2 separate regions of the Astyanax mexicanus genome follow, and region 2 is linked to region 1. A link is a contact called in public Hi-C data. All regions are on one chromosome and are shown on one strand. The core of a region is the stretch at or near the end of the contact, and the rest is flanking DNA. Distances in the headings are between cores, read along the strand shown.

Region 1 (7,734 bases), core at 2,998-5,497:
CACCTTGATCTATAGAACTGGAGGGCACGGGAGTGAAGTAAGCACACTTAAACAAGGCACGTTTTCTATTTGCACACTTGGATGCTTAAGGCTCTAGATGTATATGTGTGTGTTCACTGTCACAATCTGAGAGTGCACAGTTGATCATGCACTTTCTGGGTTCTGGGCCAAAGCCCAAAAGGAGTTATCTAAGGTCTAAGACCTTTGTAGACATTATGCAAGAGTTCAAAACATTTTTATTTTCCAGACACAAAATGTATTTAACAAAAATAATACATAAATCTTGTTTAAACTGTTGAAGTATGTTTTATCTTTAACCTTATGACGTTTAGAGATTGGTTTCTTCTCTGCTCACTTTACTGGAAAACCACCACAGAGTTTTTAGCTTTTTGCATTTACCCTGGAATGGAAATCTATTGCACTCTTTGGTCCTTTTTTTTTTGTTTTTGTTTTCTTCATTTTAATGCCAATGAATCAATCCCAAACAACTGGTCCAGTTCCAATCACTGTCAAGTTCAGATGCTGCACTGTGCTCTCAAAGGCATCTTGGGCTCTGCAATACTTTGCTTCAGTTTATTGATGTAGACAATGAGGCATGAAGATATTATAGCTAAACTGACTGAGTTTTGGGCCTTTTTTTTCCTCTTTTAGCAGATTTAAAAAAAAAATCTTTCATAGACTTGGCTGGCTGACCTGGCTGATCCAGTCATGGCCAGGCAATGTTCAATGATAAATGTGTTTTAGCTCCAGTCCCATGATATTTGGCATGTCTTTGTATATTTACATTGCCTTAAAAAGGGTTTTCCCTTCCCATAGAGTAGCCATTGTTAAGGATTTGCGCTGTGTACTGTGCATGAACTATACACAGCTTAATGGAATTTAATCTTTGACCCACAAGAAAGATTCCCCTACATTAATATGACTAATGGTAGAGGAATGTAAATGCATGCATTTATTCTTGAATGCAGCGTGGTTGTTAATGAATCACTTTTGATGACTTTTTGCACATTCATAATGACAGATAAGCACGGCCTTGGCCATTGGAGCCAGGGCTGCTGAGCTTCAGCTGAGAGGATGGCAAATATGTTTAAAACAAGGACACATTCTTATGAAATGATTATTCATTTTAAGGGCACTCAGGATGATGTTCAAAGCATGGGACATCACATTCAGTCATCGTGGACCTTTGTGATGACTTGGAGTGGAGACAGATTCCTCAAGTTCCCCACATTTTCTCTTTTTCTCTGCTCCCTTGTCACATTTCTGTCCATGACTACACATTGCATGTGAGTCACTTCGCTGAGGCAATGGTTATGATCTATATGTTGCCACGTGTAGTCTTTAATCTTGCGTCTTGCAAGAAGCCAGAGTTCACATTTCCCCAAACACATCTCATTTAGCTCATCAGTTAGTTATGGGGGTTAGTAGGTGTGTGTTTGAGAAGTCATCAGACTGCAGGATCACAGCCCATCAGGGTTAATGGTTGGGTTGTAGAGCTGTAGTTAAGACTGACTGTAGTCAAATCTAAACCAAGCTTAGTCTGAGTCTTTAGAATGGCAGAAAGTTGTTGGATTTGAGAGTTGATGCATAATACTTAATGTTCATTAACAATGAAAAATAAATTAAATTAATTTCAAGACATCTTAATTAGAGAGATTATAAATTACAATGTTACTAGATATAATTTTTCCATTGGGTTTGGGTTTTTTATGTCTAAAATGATACCATAATTTCAAAAGATTCCAGTGGTAAAGTATATGTGACAGGTGTAGTGTAACCTAATTAACCTGATATACTGCTTTAAAAAAATAAGAGGCCACTTAAAAATGATTAATTTCTTTGATTTTACCTAATTGAAAACCTCTGGAATTTAATCAAAAGGAAAATGGATGATCACAAGCCATCAAATCAAGCTGAACTGCTTTATAAAAAACAGGGCTATTACACCAAATATTGATTTCTAAATTTTATGAATATGAACTTGTTTTATTTGCATTATTTAAGGTATTAAAGCATCTTTGTTACTTGTTAGCTATTTCTCATTTTCTGTATATAAATGTAAATAAATGCTCTAAATGACAATATTTGTATTTTGAATTTGGGAGAAACATTGTCAGTAGTTTATAAAATAAAACCACAATGTTAATTTCACTCAAATATATACATATAAATGGCAAAATCAGAGAAACTGTGGTCTCTTATTTCTTCCCGAGCTGCATCACCCAGAATATCACTACAGATATCAATAAAAGTCATATTTATTATTACACTGAAATATGTGTTAGTCCAGAACATAAGATCTTCTGCTTGTATTAACTTTCTTGCGCCTGCCCGAGACAGATTTGGGTGGGTTTGCCAAAAGGTTCTTAGCACTAAGATTATTCTTGAACTTGTCTTAATGCTAAGACAGTTTTGGGGAAACTGGGCTCTGATCAATAAGCAGTGAGAACATGCTTGTGTGGTTTGTTGTAATGCATTTTGTTGAAATTGTGTTTTGTGTCAAACTAACCCAACAAGGAAAACATTCCAGTTAAAAAAAAACTTGTAAAAAAAATTATATAGGTGTAAAAACACCCTTGAAATTACCCATTTTATATATTTGTCTCAGTGTACTATACCACTTGCATTTATATATATAATATATAAATACATATAATACTAAACAAATAAAACCTGAGTTTGAGCAAACTCAGCCCATAGGCTGCTAACAGTTCTGCAAGAGAAAGTCTAGTGACCTCTCTAAGTATACAATTAGAGATAAGAACATTTTGAATTAAATAAAAGATTTCCCTTATCTTTAAGAGTGAATTTAGGAGGAACTAGTCCTGACTAATAGTGGAGCAAGATTGTGAAGACAAATAAATTAAAACAATTCATAAATATACATGTTTAAATCAATTCTTAATGACATCAGTATATAACAAAACATTTAGGAACTACAGGCATTTTACAAACTAACAAGATTATAAATATATGGATTATTTTGAACATTATTTTGATTTGTGATATGGGGCTGATTCTATTTAAGAAGATTTCATTTTCTTGACATTTTCTTGAAAAGCTCTGTTGATTTCTACCTCTATCAGCAGTTTCTCCATATCACAAACCCTTCACTTCTTTCTGCAAACTCAAGCAATTTTGGTTACTAATAGATAATCAAATCAAAAAATCGGTCTAAAGCTACGTACACATTAACATGCTAAAGTGACTCAAATCGTTTTTTTTTTTTACCTTGATGTAAAACAGATTTGGCACAAGACCGGCAATGCAGCAAAACAACCGAGAATGTGCATCGATAAAACAATGTCTGCAAGTGTTCCATTTCAAGGACAGATTTGTAACATCACCTACATTTACAAATTTAAATCATCAGTTCAGCCAAATCTCATCGAGATTTGGCTGAACTGATGATATATATATACCATATATATACCATATAAAACCATATTCTTAGCGATACGACACATAATTGAATTAATTTTAAGAATATACTATTGTAACAAAATAAGTATAAGTAGCAAATTAGTAACTAATAAGTATTACATTTTATTACATTCAGTAGAAACAAAAGCACAAATAACAGTAATAAACATTATTTAATGGTTAAGTAATGTCTCCACTAATTATTCATTAAACTAGTTAAAACATTATAATAATGTTAATTATTAATAATGTCTAAATTACATTGATAATAATAACTGTTCATTAATAATTAGTTTAGACATTCTGTTGGGAGTACTGTTAAGTAATATGCCTTTATTATTATTTTTATTATTATTGTTACCAAAAAAAATCTGTGTTTGTCTATTTTGAAAACAGTAACTTAGTAACTTACAAAAACTTGATTTTGTATAAAATAATGTAACAAAAAAAGACATAAGTTGCATTATATTTAGTGCAGCATATTTAGAGGAGTTATGGAGATATGGATATGGTTGAACTTTTAGACCTGTCTTTATATAATTATGTGTTCAAACACAGTCAATTTAAAATTTACTTTTAATAACTAATTTCAAATATTTAACATGTTTACATACTATATCAAACTAAAATGAACGTATGAACTTTGGCCTGTTGATAATCTTGCGATGCCGTATAATATCTTATCAGGTCCTAGCTACTGCTTCCCTTAACCCTGACTGCATTCTCACCCAGGGCCCCAGAGGAGCACGCTTATCCTTGTTGCAAATATTAAGCAAACAGATGATGTCACAACTGGGTACAAAAAGGCAGGGAGCAAGAGAGAGCGGGTGAAATGAAGATAGGGGACGTGAAGGAGACAGGCAGATTGGATGTGTCTGTGGTGCTGACTATAGAGTACACAAGGCTGTAGATAGCTAGGTAATGCCTCCTGAGTCTCTACTGCCTGAGTTTACAGAGATAGTTCAGAGAAATTGTGGTGAAACTCATTCCTTCAGAATGCAGGAGCAAAGACACTTCAGAAGAATATCTGTGACAGTTTGGTGCCTGGTGATTTTCGTCGTCGTCCAGCAGGTAAATCTTTTATTTTTTATTATTTTTATTATTTTTTTATATTTTTAAGCTGGCATGACCTTTAATTGTAAAGCCAATATGTAATTGCAATGTCCTTTATTTTAAGTATGCTGCAGTCATTAATTTTTATTTTTCCCAAGATCATGTTGAATTAAAAATCTTTGGGTAATGTTTAACGGCTGGGTATAGCAATTAATTTTCAGTTATTAGAAACTTGTGGCATAATTCATGCATGGACCTAGTCCATATAGGTTTATTACTTATGTATTGTAAAAATATATGAGTCTTTATTTTATGATGCAGTCACTTTTTCTTTTCTGTAGATTTGTGTGCTGAACTTGAACCTGTGTGTGTGGGTTTGCTTTTCAGGTGGCTCCAGGTCCTGTTCCAGACAGAGATGGAAAGTCAGATTCTGTGCAGGGAGCTGCAAAGTCACACAGGAGGTTGGCCCGCATGACGCCCCTTTGGAGGATCATGGGCACTAAACCCCAAGGAGCCTATTGCCAGAATAATTACGAATGCTCCACAGGCGTGTGCAGGTACAGTGATGCTATACATCTTTTTATTTTATGTGAATATACATCACATAATTGGGGGCAGTGGTGGCTCTTTGGCTAGAGCACTGGCTCATTGGTGACAGGGATGTGGGTTCGATACCTGGGCTTGGCACACTGCCACTGGCCACAGATGGATTAAAGATGGAGGCCACATTCCATCTTTGTGTCCAGCGAAAGTATGATAAATATTGCTATGTTTGTGTAATATTTCCAAAAGTAGAAGTAATTTACTCTGAGAACCTTGATGTTGAAGGCTCAGTGCTCTAACTGCGGAACCACACTACTAATCAAGCACTGTGGTAATTAGTTGGGGCTGAATACAGTTGGGGCTGATGTCCGCAGGAAGGGTAGATCTGCTGGGATCTCCAGGGCAATGTTTAGACTGCAGAATTTTTTTTGTCAAATCACGTGTCTGTCTGCACTGATATTTGCCAGTGATTAGATTAGATTAGATTAGATTTGTGTGTCCGACCTCAAAAATATATGTGCATACATATGTGTGTTGCTGTCTTTTGAGGTTGGCATCAGTAACTAACCTTTGGTGCTCTTCTTTAATCCCCCTGCACTTCTGTCACTCTGGGTTTGATGAGGTTGTTGTCTGTTGTAATGTGACCCAAAAAAAAGGCCCAAGCCTCCAGTTTGAGACGCAAATCTGAGTGTAACTGCATTTTCAAATCACCTCCTGATGTGGTTTGGATCCAAATTGGATTTCGTTTTTGTTCATGATTGGCTGTTCAAATGTAAAAAAAAAAAAAAAAAAAAAAATATATATATATATATATATATATATATATATATATATATATATATATATATATACGAAAACATTCTAGATATGCAAAAATAAAATCTGGACTGGCAGTCTGAACATAGCCCTGAGTTCTGGTCTGGTGTAAACTTGCTTTGTTAAACAGATGCTCATTATTATTATTACTATGATTTATTTTCTTTTTTAATTTTTCTTTTTACAGGAATGGACATTGTACCTTCAGTCAGCCGATTAAGTCCTAAGAGGGGATAAGATTTCTTCTTCTCCTGCGCAAGTGAGGATGACTGTCCAGCCCCTGCACAGAAACCTGTATTTACCCAGTGCATGGAGACAAAAAGGGCTTGATTCGGTCAGCAATGTGAGGAAAATGTGATGTAATGTGCAATGTGTTGTGTTTAAAGACAGGCTACGCCTAAACTAAGCTAAGAGTAGGATCTCACTATGTTTGTGTCGAATTATGGGCAATATAGAGTGGTCTGGAGCTGAAGCTGTGTAGGTGGGCATGTTACGCTCCAATTATAATCATATCAGTTCATAATATTCACACGTAAACTCTCTCTCCAGTGTATCAACATAAACCTCATAACCTTCAAGTGCAAAGCATGGTATATATATTTATACTATTATTCTATAATATCTTCTATTTAATAACACATTTTCTAAAATTTTCCAGACCATGAATAGATCCTCTCATATACATGTGTACATGTAAGATTTTTGGTGGTGCTAGTGATGGAGGTGTAGTGGGAATAATACTGTAGAGGCCTCTGGATACACTTTAAGCTTAGAATCTGTCTGTTTCCAGAAGAGCGCTTCTCAGTATTGTATCATGTCATGTCTCGATGCTGTGCAAGTAGGTCTAATAGAATGTTGAAACCGCAGATCGTGCAGAGTTTCAACCCGAGTGTCATTGAACTAGAGATACTGTGGTGCAGAAAGGGAAGAAAAAGAGTGATCCAAGGTGCAAAGGTAGCCTCTGTCAACTGAGGGAAGCTAATGTTATTTTTTTATGTTCTGTTGATCATGTCAGTTGTCTTTTTCTAACATTTTCAAGGTACCGGTACTCTCAGACTTTGTATCTATTTTTGTAACTGCTAATACACAGCTGACCATAGTCATATGTCTTGACTCACAAAACTGAATCAGGACTACCAAGTGTCCTTGTATGTTCTAGATATTTATTATTTTCCTTGTGTTGCTTGTTTTGAATGATTTGACCCATATATATTTGGGAGGCTCTTAAAATGAGAAATCTGCTGATGCTGTTACTGTAGTCAGGTGTTAAGAGATGTCATCATTAAATGTAAGTGTGTGTGTGTGTACTGTATTTGTGCTTAGTATATTGATTTTTCTTTTATGCATGGTGCATGCTGTTTGAATATGTATTAAGTAAATAAAAACACTTTTATACTTTTAAACTGTGCGTATATTATGTATCATGGACCAGCTTTATCTCAACATTGTGAACTGGATGTAAAACTACTGTGGTTTTATTCTATCAGCATAGTGTTGTCTATTGGTTCTCCAGTCTGATGAAGTAATTAAGGGATCTGTTGTTTGTGGTTAATGCCAAACAATATTATGTCTTTGAGTTTAAGTCATAATAATAAATAGGTCAGCCTATTTTTGACATTTTTACTTTCTCTAGTTCATATTTACTTGTTTATTTCAAGTTTGTGAAAACATGCGAAATTATTTGCTACTGGAATCATTCAATTTCACCACAGAAACAATTATGTCTGTAGGTAAAGCTCTTGACATTCATTAATTGGATTGACTACAAAAAACTATTACCGTACATATATTAAGCAGTTGTAGTAATCTCCTCATTTTACATCACATTTTACATGTAAGATGATACCACTTGGCAAGTTTTCATTGCCATTCAAATTCATTATCTTCATGTCTAGCCTT
Region 2 (7,734 bases), core at 2,689-5,188, 80 kb before region 1:
CGACGGCAGGTACACACAGGGTTGTGATGTGGCTTTAGTTAGACGTTTTTTAGTGTTTGGATGTCGTTTTCCTGCTAAACGTGGTTGAATTCTCAACACACGGTTTCAAGTAGTGCCGCTGCAGTGCGAAAACGTGGCTGAGTGGGTGAAATGTTGGCACCAAGCATTCATTAAACTACTGTTGAAGAGTTCGCTGTAGTGTCTGCAAGTCTGTGCTTCTTAAGAAGTTGTGTGCATTATTACAAGTTCTCAAGTTCTTCATAAAGTCCAAACACAAGGCTCTGTATCATTCAGACACCTGATGCTTATATGCATGTACCCTCCCCCCCACTTCCTCTTCCTCTTCCTAATGCCCATATCCCAGTCCAACTCCCAGACCTAGCCCCAGGCCCAGGCCCATGCCCATGCCCAGGCTCTCCCGCAGGCCCCGGAGCTGCTCCTCTCCCAGACGAATCTTATCATCCAGCTGCCTCTGCTCCACCAGCAGCGCCGCCTTCATCTTCACGAAATGGCTGTAGTCACGCAGCTGTTCAGGGGTCAGGCAGCGGCCCAGCACTCTGCCCACGGCCTGCTCCCTCCTGTCCACATGCTCCTTCAGCTCCTGAGCCTCAGCCAGCTGCGCTAGAAGCTGCTTCTTCTTCTCCAGCAGGGGGAGCTAGAGGATCACAACAGACAGAGAGAACCGTGACCGAAAGCTAAAGTGACCACAGATAGTGGGTAAATCATTGCAATGGACATTGTCAATAATAAAAAAAAAAACACTGTAATACATGATGTCCATATCAGTTCTAAACTGATCTCTTGGAGAATTTCTACAGGTAAGAAGTTCCTCAATGGTGGAACAAACTACCTTCTACCTTCAAACTACCAGATCAGGAGTGTCCCTCAATATCGTTAAGAAACTCCTGAAGACAGAGCTCTTCAAAAAGCACTTACTCTCTCTACACCTCTAACACACTAACTACTTCTAACCTTCTTCGCTTCTTCTCTCTTATTTCCTCCTCTGTCTTAAATTTGTTGCAGTGAATTTCTTTGTCTTCTATTACTAAATGTACATCATTATTGTAAGTTGCTTTGAACCAAAGCATCTAAAAAATGTAACAAAAAAAAGTGTTTGCATAAATCCTAATGTCCCTTACACTGTGCTATAATTTCTTAAAGAACGGACCAATAGAAACTCTTCAAAATGACCTGAAATAAACTCTTTTTACATTGACTTCCTTTGAAAGTATACAAGTTTGTTCTCTCTCCTGTAAAGTTGCTGTTTTGGAGATAAGTGTTTTTCATATGTCTATTCAACAGTGTATGCTACAGTACAATTGCGCTTCTCATACACAGAAATATCCCATAAATGGAGCACAGAGTGTATACAAGAATAAAATATTGCATAATATCATGATAGTTAGAGAGACAAATAATCTAATGTTAATCTTATTAACCCAAAAATCAGTGTCTCAGAAAATTTGAATATTATATAAAACCAATTGGTACTTTTGGCAGTGTAGGCAGTGTGCCAAATCCTGCTGGAAAATGAAATCCGCATCTCCATAAAAGTTGTCAGCAGAGGGAAGCATCCCTTTTTGACTTGATGTAACACAGTGGATCAACACCAGCAGATGAAATGGCTCTCCAAACATCATTGAACATCAGTAAATTTTGCATTTAATTTGGAAATCAAGGGAGCAGATACTGGAGGAAGAGTGGAGAAGCACTCAGTCCATGCTGTTTGAGGTCTAGTGTGAAGTTTCCACAATCGGTGATTAAAATAAATTATTGTGTTTAATATATCTATATAATATATGTTTCATATTTTGAAACATATTACTAAAAAAAAAAGTAATTTTTCCTATTAGTACTCTTATTGGTGCAGTGAGATGCCCAGACAGGGAATTAAGCTTTAGCCACAGTGAAGCCTTTGTGACACACACTATTGCGACTCCAATCACTTTATCACTGTATATGCAGTCCTAACTTTTAGTATCATTTAATTTTAACATTTTTATATGAAATATATATGGATTCATTCAAATAAATAAAGTAAAACTGCTGGTTAAATAGAACAGAAAAAAGACTTAGTATGAACATGTTTTGCACATAATCTATAGAAGGTCTAGAAACTGTTATAACTATAATTCTGATTAAGGTACATTTCACACCCAGAAAAGTACACTTTTTGCTCACCCTCTCAGTGTGTCCAGACTCCGGATCCAGGCAATCCAGGGCACTCTCCACTCTGAGCAGCCGTCCAGAGAGGGACAACAGCAGACTCGTCACCTTGTCCAGGTCCCCAATAAACATGCGGTACTTGTCCACCTCGTTAGGCTTGCAGACAGCCAGCACCAGGCTTTCCACCTCCTCACCCAGCTGAGCGTTGGCCCTGATGTCCTCCTGCAGACCCCTCTGAGCGTCATGTAATACACCCAGCTTCTTACGCAGACTCTCTATTAACTGTTTCTGCAAACAGTAGAAACACATAAAGCACAGAAAAGTCAGAATCTTTGAAAGAACATTCAGATGTAAACAGATCAGTCAAGTCAAGACCCTCAATGAAAACAGAGATTTATACTGATATCAATTATATATAGGGTAGAGGTGTAGGCTTTGTGGCAATGTGTCTAATTCTGGCTAATATATACTGTAGGTTTCTATCTCATTTAATTGGCATCAGTTAGAGCAGCAAGCCATCGTTGCTAAGGCCCTTGAGCAAGGTCCTTAACCCACACTGCAGCTATGGCTGCCCACCACTCCGGGCATGTGCTCTTACTTTATCACTGTGTGTTTATTTGAACAACTGATCATTCATTCATTGTTTCTTCACAAATTAAGGGTATTAAAAATGAGTGTATCCTGCTTTTAAGTCCTAAGATAAGTTTTTACTAGATTTTGGAGCATTGCTGTGAGAACAAGAACATTAAAGAGGTCAGGATGTTAAATGATCTCTATCTCAATTCATCCCAAAAGTATTGGACAGAGCACCATCATCATTCCAGAAAAAAAACAGTTTACTGATCCACGGCTCAATTCTGGAGGATTTATAGCTGTCTACTCCATATCTGGCATGAGACATGTTGCCAATAGGTGTCCTATTCCTTTGGCAGTAGCGTTCTTAAAGAACATACCAACTGTGCGTGTGAATTTTGAAATGTTCTTGATCAATTAAATAGATTTATACATCCATTAGAAGGGGTTATAGGTGTTATAGATATAGATACATATAGATATAGTGTAGCTCATCTATGTAGGTAAATAGGGGGCCTAGTCTAGGAATAGACAGCAATTGAAACAGAGATTATCCATTAAAGAAAAACATAGTCTACAACTAAATTTAATCCCTGTCTGAGAAACTGAGCCTAAGTGTTTTATTTAAACTAGTCCAGCACACTTATTCCTTCAGACTGAACTAATATATTATTAGTTGAAAAGTCTACAAACCTTGTAGTTAAGCTCCTCCTCCCCCTCCTTCACCTCGGAGAAGTTGCTCATCTTGTTAAAGAGCTGGGCTTTGCTGGTGGAATCACTGTAGGTAGTGGAGGCTAAGGCATGTGATGTTGAGGAGAGCTGTCTGGAAGACCTAGGCCAATAAACATGCAGGGATTAAGAAATTTGACATATAAAATACTACAATTTTATCATAGTATCATGCCTATAAAATGGTTATTTAAAGAAATGAAACCCTACCTCTCTAGAGTGTCCACATTGACTGGGTATCCTCCTCTCCAGCCCTCTCCTCCACTCCCTGTGTCTGTGCACTGAGGGAAGAGTTCCACCATCAGCTCCTTCCCAGCCTTTTCACAGTCCTTCTCTAAGAAAGAGTCCACCAGGGACACTCTCTGTCCTCTTCTCATCCCTGCCAGAGGAGCTTCCTCCTCAGTTACAGTGTCTATGTCAGTTTCCAGCACAGTCACTGGCTGAGCAAAACACTGCATCTCCATCCCGCCCTCCTCTCGGCTCTGCTGCTCCACTGAGGTGCCCTCATCCTCATGGACCTCATCGATGTCCGTCTCCAAGGGCAAGGTCTGCTCCTGGATCGGAAGTGGAGTTTGGGTAGATGGTTCCAGATGTTTACACACTGCTCCTGTTTGTTGTGGCCAATTCTGCAAGTGCTGCTGGTAGGTGTTGTTGTTGTTCATTGTGAAGTAGGACTCGGGAGGGACAGCTCCAGGATAAGAGCCATTTTCAGATGGGTTGGGTCCTGAAGATCTGCTAGTGCTATTGGTTGGTGAGGAATTATGAGGATTGGTCAGGTCCCATTCTGCTCTATGCTTATGGAAGACAGGCTTGACCACAGGTGGCTGGTACTGATCTGAAGGCAGTCTCCAGGTTGGGTGTGGCAATCTAAAAAAAAAAGGTACAGAATGATAGAGACAATTGAGGTAATGCATAGAAAGTATGGCTGGGTGATATTACTATATTGTCTGTTTTAACAGTAAAAAAAATATTTGTAAGTGTGCAAAATTAGTAATATTTAATGTTAATTTTACATATATTTCCAAGGTAGTCAAAACAAGCACAATAAATCTATAATAAAATAAACTTTAATTTAGCTGTTTTTAAAGGAATAACAAACAGCTCCCTTCAAGCTTTACATTAAACAAGGTGGAAACATAACTTATTTTTATTTCAGTTAAGGAAAAGCCTGACAAATCACTGCTACATAATAGTTCTTTAACCTCTGGCAGGTTCTATGCATCTACATGTAAAGATGTATAATCTTTAATCTCATTTATTTCTTAATTATTTCAGAAATAACTGAGAAATAATAAGAAATAGAAAGCAGCTACTTAAAATGCTAAAAACAATAAAGTAAGCATTGGTTCTGAGCAGAATAAGGACCTGTTGCGATTGCTTTAAGGTGGAATTTGTATTTTTTTTTTTACCTCTATCACCAACTTCCTGTTTCCTGCATCTATGGCTAAGATTTTATATATTTATGATTGCTAAATACTTGCTTTACTTCATTTACTAATAGGAGCTATTACGATTACATCTCGATTACAAGCTCGTCATATTTTAAGCTCTGGTCAACCTAGTCAACTCTGGAATAACCTTCCAAAAAATGTTCAGAACATAAGTCTCATTTTTAAGTCTAGGCTCAAACTCCAGTTAGCTTAGCTTTTCATTTTTGTCATCAATGTTTCGCTTTAAATAAAGGCTACAGATCCACAAGGTAATGAACACAGGGAATTGTGGTAAAGTGAGATGAAGGTGCTGTTGTAGTGCCTCTTGCACAGGATCACTTAGTTTGTGCTCTCAAGTCTATGTTACCTTCTGGCCCTCTCTTTTGTTTTTGTTGGGCTGTTTTTGTCAAATCTGCTGGAGTTGTTTTCCACACTCAGTTTGTTCACATGTTCCTCTGTACTCCATAAATCAAATCAGAACTAATTCCAGCTCTTTACCTTTATTTAAGTTAATCATGATGGAAGTGTAATATGAGAATTTATAGGCATCCTTACCTTGTGCTCTGCTCGACTTGTGCCACTGCTGGAGGTGGGTCTATCTCACTATTCATATCGTAGTGGTGAGTCGGGGGCACGTCTTGCTCTTTTGGAGGTGGAGCTACCGGTTTAAAAGCTCTGCGACTGAAAGCAGGGCTGGGTGGAGCAACTGGGCATTCCTGGTGGCACTGCTGACAGTTCTCCATCCCATCCCTCGGAGGAAGGCTATAGGACCTCTGCCGTGTCAATTCTGTGACGAGAGGTGGGCGTGACGTATACGTTTGCGGCGGTGGGGAGGGTGCAGGTGGAGAGGAGAAGAGGTTGTGGTGAGAGGCCCGTCTCATGTGAAACTGCCCCCACTTTGGAGGTGGCGGACGAGGAGGAGGAGGACCTTTCTTCTTCTTTTCCTCGCTATCAGAGGGGATGTTCTCGTCCAGTTCTCTGAGGGTGGAAGACATTCTGCCCGAGTTGGTATTAGCTGCTAGGTGGCTTTGAAGGCAGGGAATCAGCACACGTAGATCGTTTTCTGACATGGCACGGTTTCTGAGTAGTGATGACCTGAAGGGTTGGTTCTCATTGTTATTAAAACGTAGCCTGTTATTATTATTCCACTGGCTCTGGAAGCCTGGAGCCACAGTGACCTCTACTGGCCTGGAGTCTCGTCTGTAGTGGGGATAGTCCCTGTGGGGAAATAAAATATGATTAACTGTGTGGGTCATGCTGTTGCAGGATATAAAAAAGAACATTCTGTTGAGACAATATTTCATTTCTGAGTTTTGTTCCCTAAAAGCTCTAGTGCAAAATAAAGCAAACTAGACTACACACACCAAAAATAAAATACAATAAAGAAAGGTAAGAAAATTTTTGAGGGGAACATTCCTTTAAACAAAGGACTTACCTCTCAGTCAGACTGAACTTCCTGTTGAGCTTTGTTTGTTCCAGCTCCCGTACAGGATAGGCCTGTGGAAGACATGTGCCAAGTGATTCAAAACAGGAATTAGAACAGGAAAAGTGTTCGGATGCTATAGTTTCCGTGGTGCCTGAGGCCCAAAATGAGCTTTATGGAAAGCTTTGTTGTACTGGTGGAAGTACTTAGGCCTAACTACTTTCTGCCACAGTCAAATTACCATTCAACAAAGCATTTTTAAAACCTAGCAGCAGATCCAACTCCAGTTGTGAAATTATGCTCATGATTCAGTCTATACCGTGTAGGCTAAATTTCCCCCAAATACAATACGAAATAAATGTCTCACAACTGTTTATTCTTACCCAGACAGAGCATATCTAAAAATAGATTATCTGGATCAGTTTGAACCCAAATCTGCAAAGTCATCATGAAATTGTATCTCTAAATGTTTAGAGAATGGAGGACATGAACTGAAAGCAAAGAATAATAAAACAGCATACATATTCAGTCTTCCTGTAAGATTGGGGTCAGCTTATAACATATTTTATATTCAGTGACATAGCCAACCGTTTCCTCGTGGGATACAGAGGAAGCACAATTTTAGGATGTCCTGCACATCTGGTAGCATTAAACAGGGATCCGACTTGATTTAAAATAAATGTCCAGTTTCTATCCATGCAGTTTTTATTGCAATATTAGGAAACTACTAGGTTATGAATAGAATTCCAGTGTTTTAAACCATTTGTAACCAAAAAATATAGCATATATCTAAGCTAATTTTACACCCTCGCTATCATAAAACAGTCATTCTGTGTCCCTCATGCTAATATTATGATTTATTATGTGTAGTTTCACTCCAAGTTACAGTGCATAACATTTTAACATCTTTCCAAAACTTTCTTTTTCCGTTCCTGTTAAACAACAGTATCATTTTTATGGTAACTTTACCACAGATCATACATTCTTACAAAAGTTATTAAACCATAGATTTTAAACCACCTTTAACTGTTTGTTCCTCTAGAAGCTAAACTACACCAGACACTAAGCCAGCAAAACAGTGTAAGAGTCTTCTCCAAAGTTATTTTTGGTTGTATCAAGAGCAAATGATCAAAATCCAAAAGTTCAAATCCCACTAGTGTTCCAGACGCAAAACAATGGACACGTATAACAAACTCCCATTGTTTTTAGGGCTGTTATAAAACTGTGGATTGCATGGGAGACACATTTAAACTGGTCTATATGAGTGTTTACATATCTCTGATACATGGTTTTGATTAATAGAACATTAACACAGAAATGAGCACATGACAAAATGTACCAGTGTTGACAAATTCTTAAAAAACTGCTATGTAAATACTCTCCCAAATCTATTTAGTATTTTTTTATACAGAG

What was found. A called contact is a pair of places that touch in the nucleus more often than the background predicts.
Region 2: a contact with region 1 is called in a Hi-C map of muscle, with 17 times the contacts expected there. The contact joins the enhancer-like site here to the promoter of leap2 in region 1. A contact is called at or near these places in 2 of 3 Hi-C or Micro-C datasets (both in muscle).

What each region holds. Positions count from the first base shown.
Region 1 is chr8:24,185,660-24,193,393 of AstMex3_surface, reverse strand. It overlaps leap2 (liver-expressed antimicrobial peptide 2), which reads left to right and starts at 4,247. Exons shown (of 3, transcript XM_007248060.3): 1 at 4,247-4,494; 2 at 4,864-5,033; 3 at 6,023-7,238. The coding sequence starts at 4,345. The coding sequence ends at 6,062.
Region 2 is chr8:24,265,630-24,273,363 of AstMex3_surface, reverse strand. shroom4 (shroom family member 4) reads right to left here. Exons shown (of 10, transcript XM_022678404.2): 5 at 6,334-6,395; 6 at 5,454-6,116; 7 at 3,679-4,335; 8 at 3,433-3,571; 9 at 2,182-2,454; 10 at 1-655. The coding sequence ends at 347. Among protein-coding and RNA genes, the nearest start is that of cskmt, 14 kb to the left of the region's middle. Within about 2 kb of position 3,938, the one cell type or tissue checked has an H3K27ac peak away from gene starts, as active enhancers do.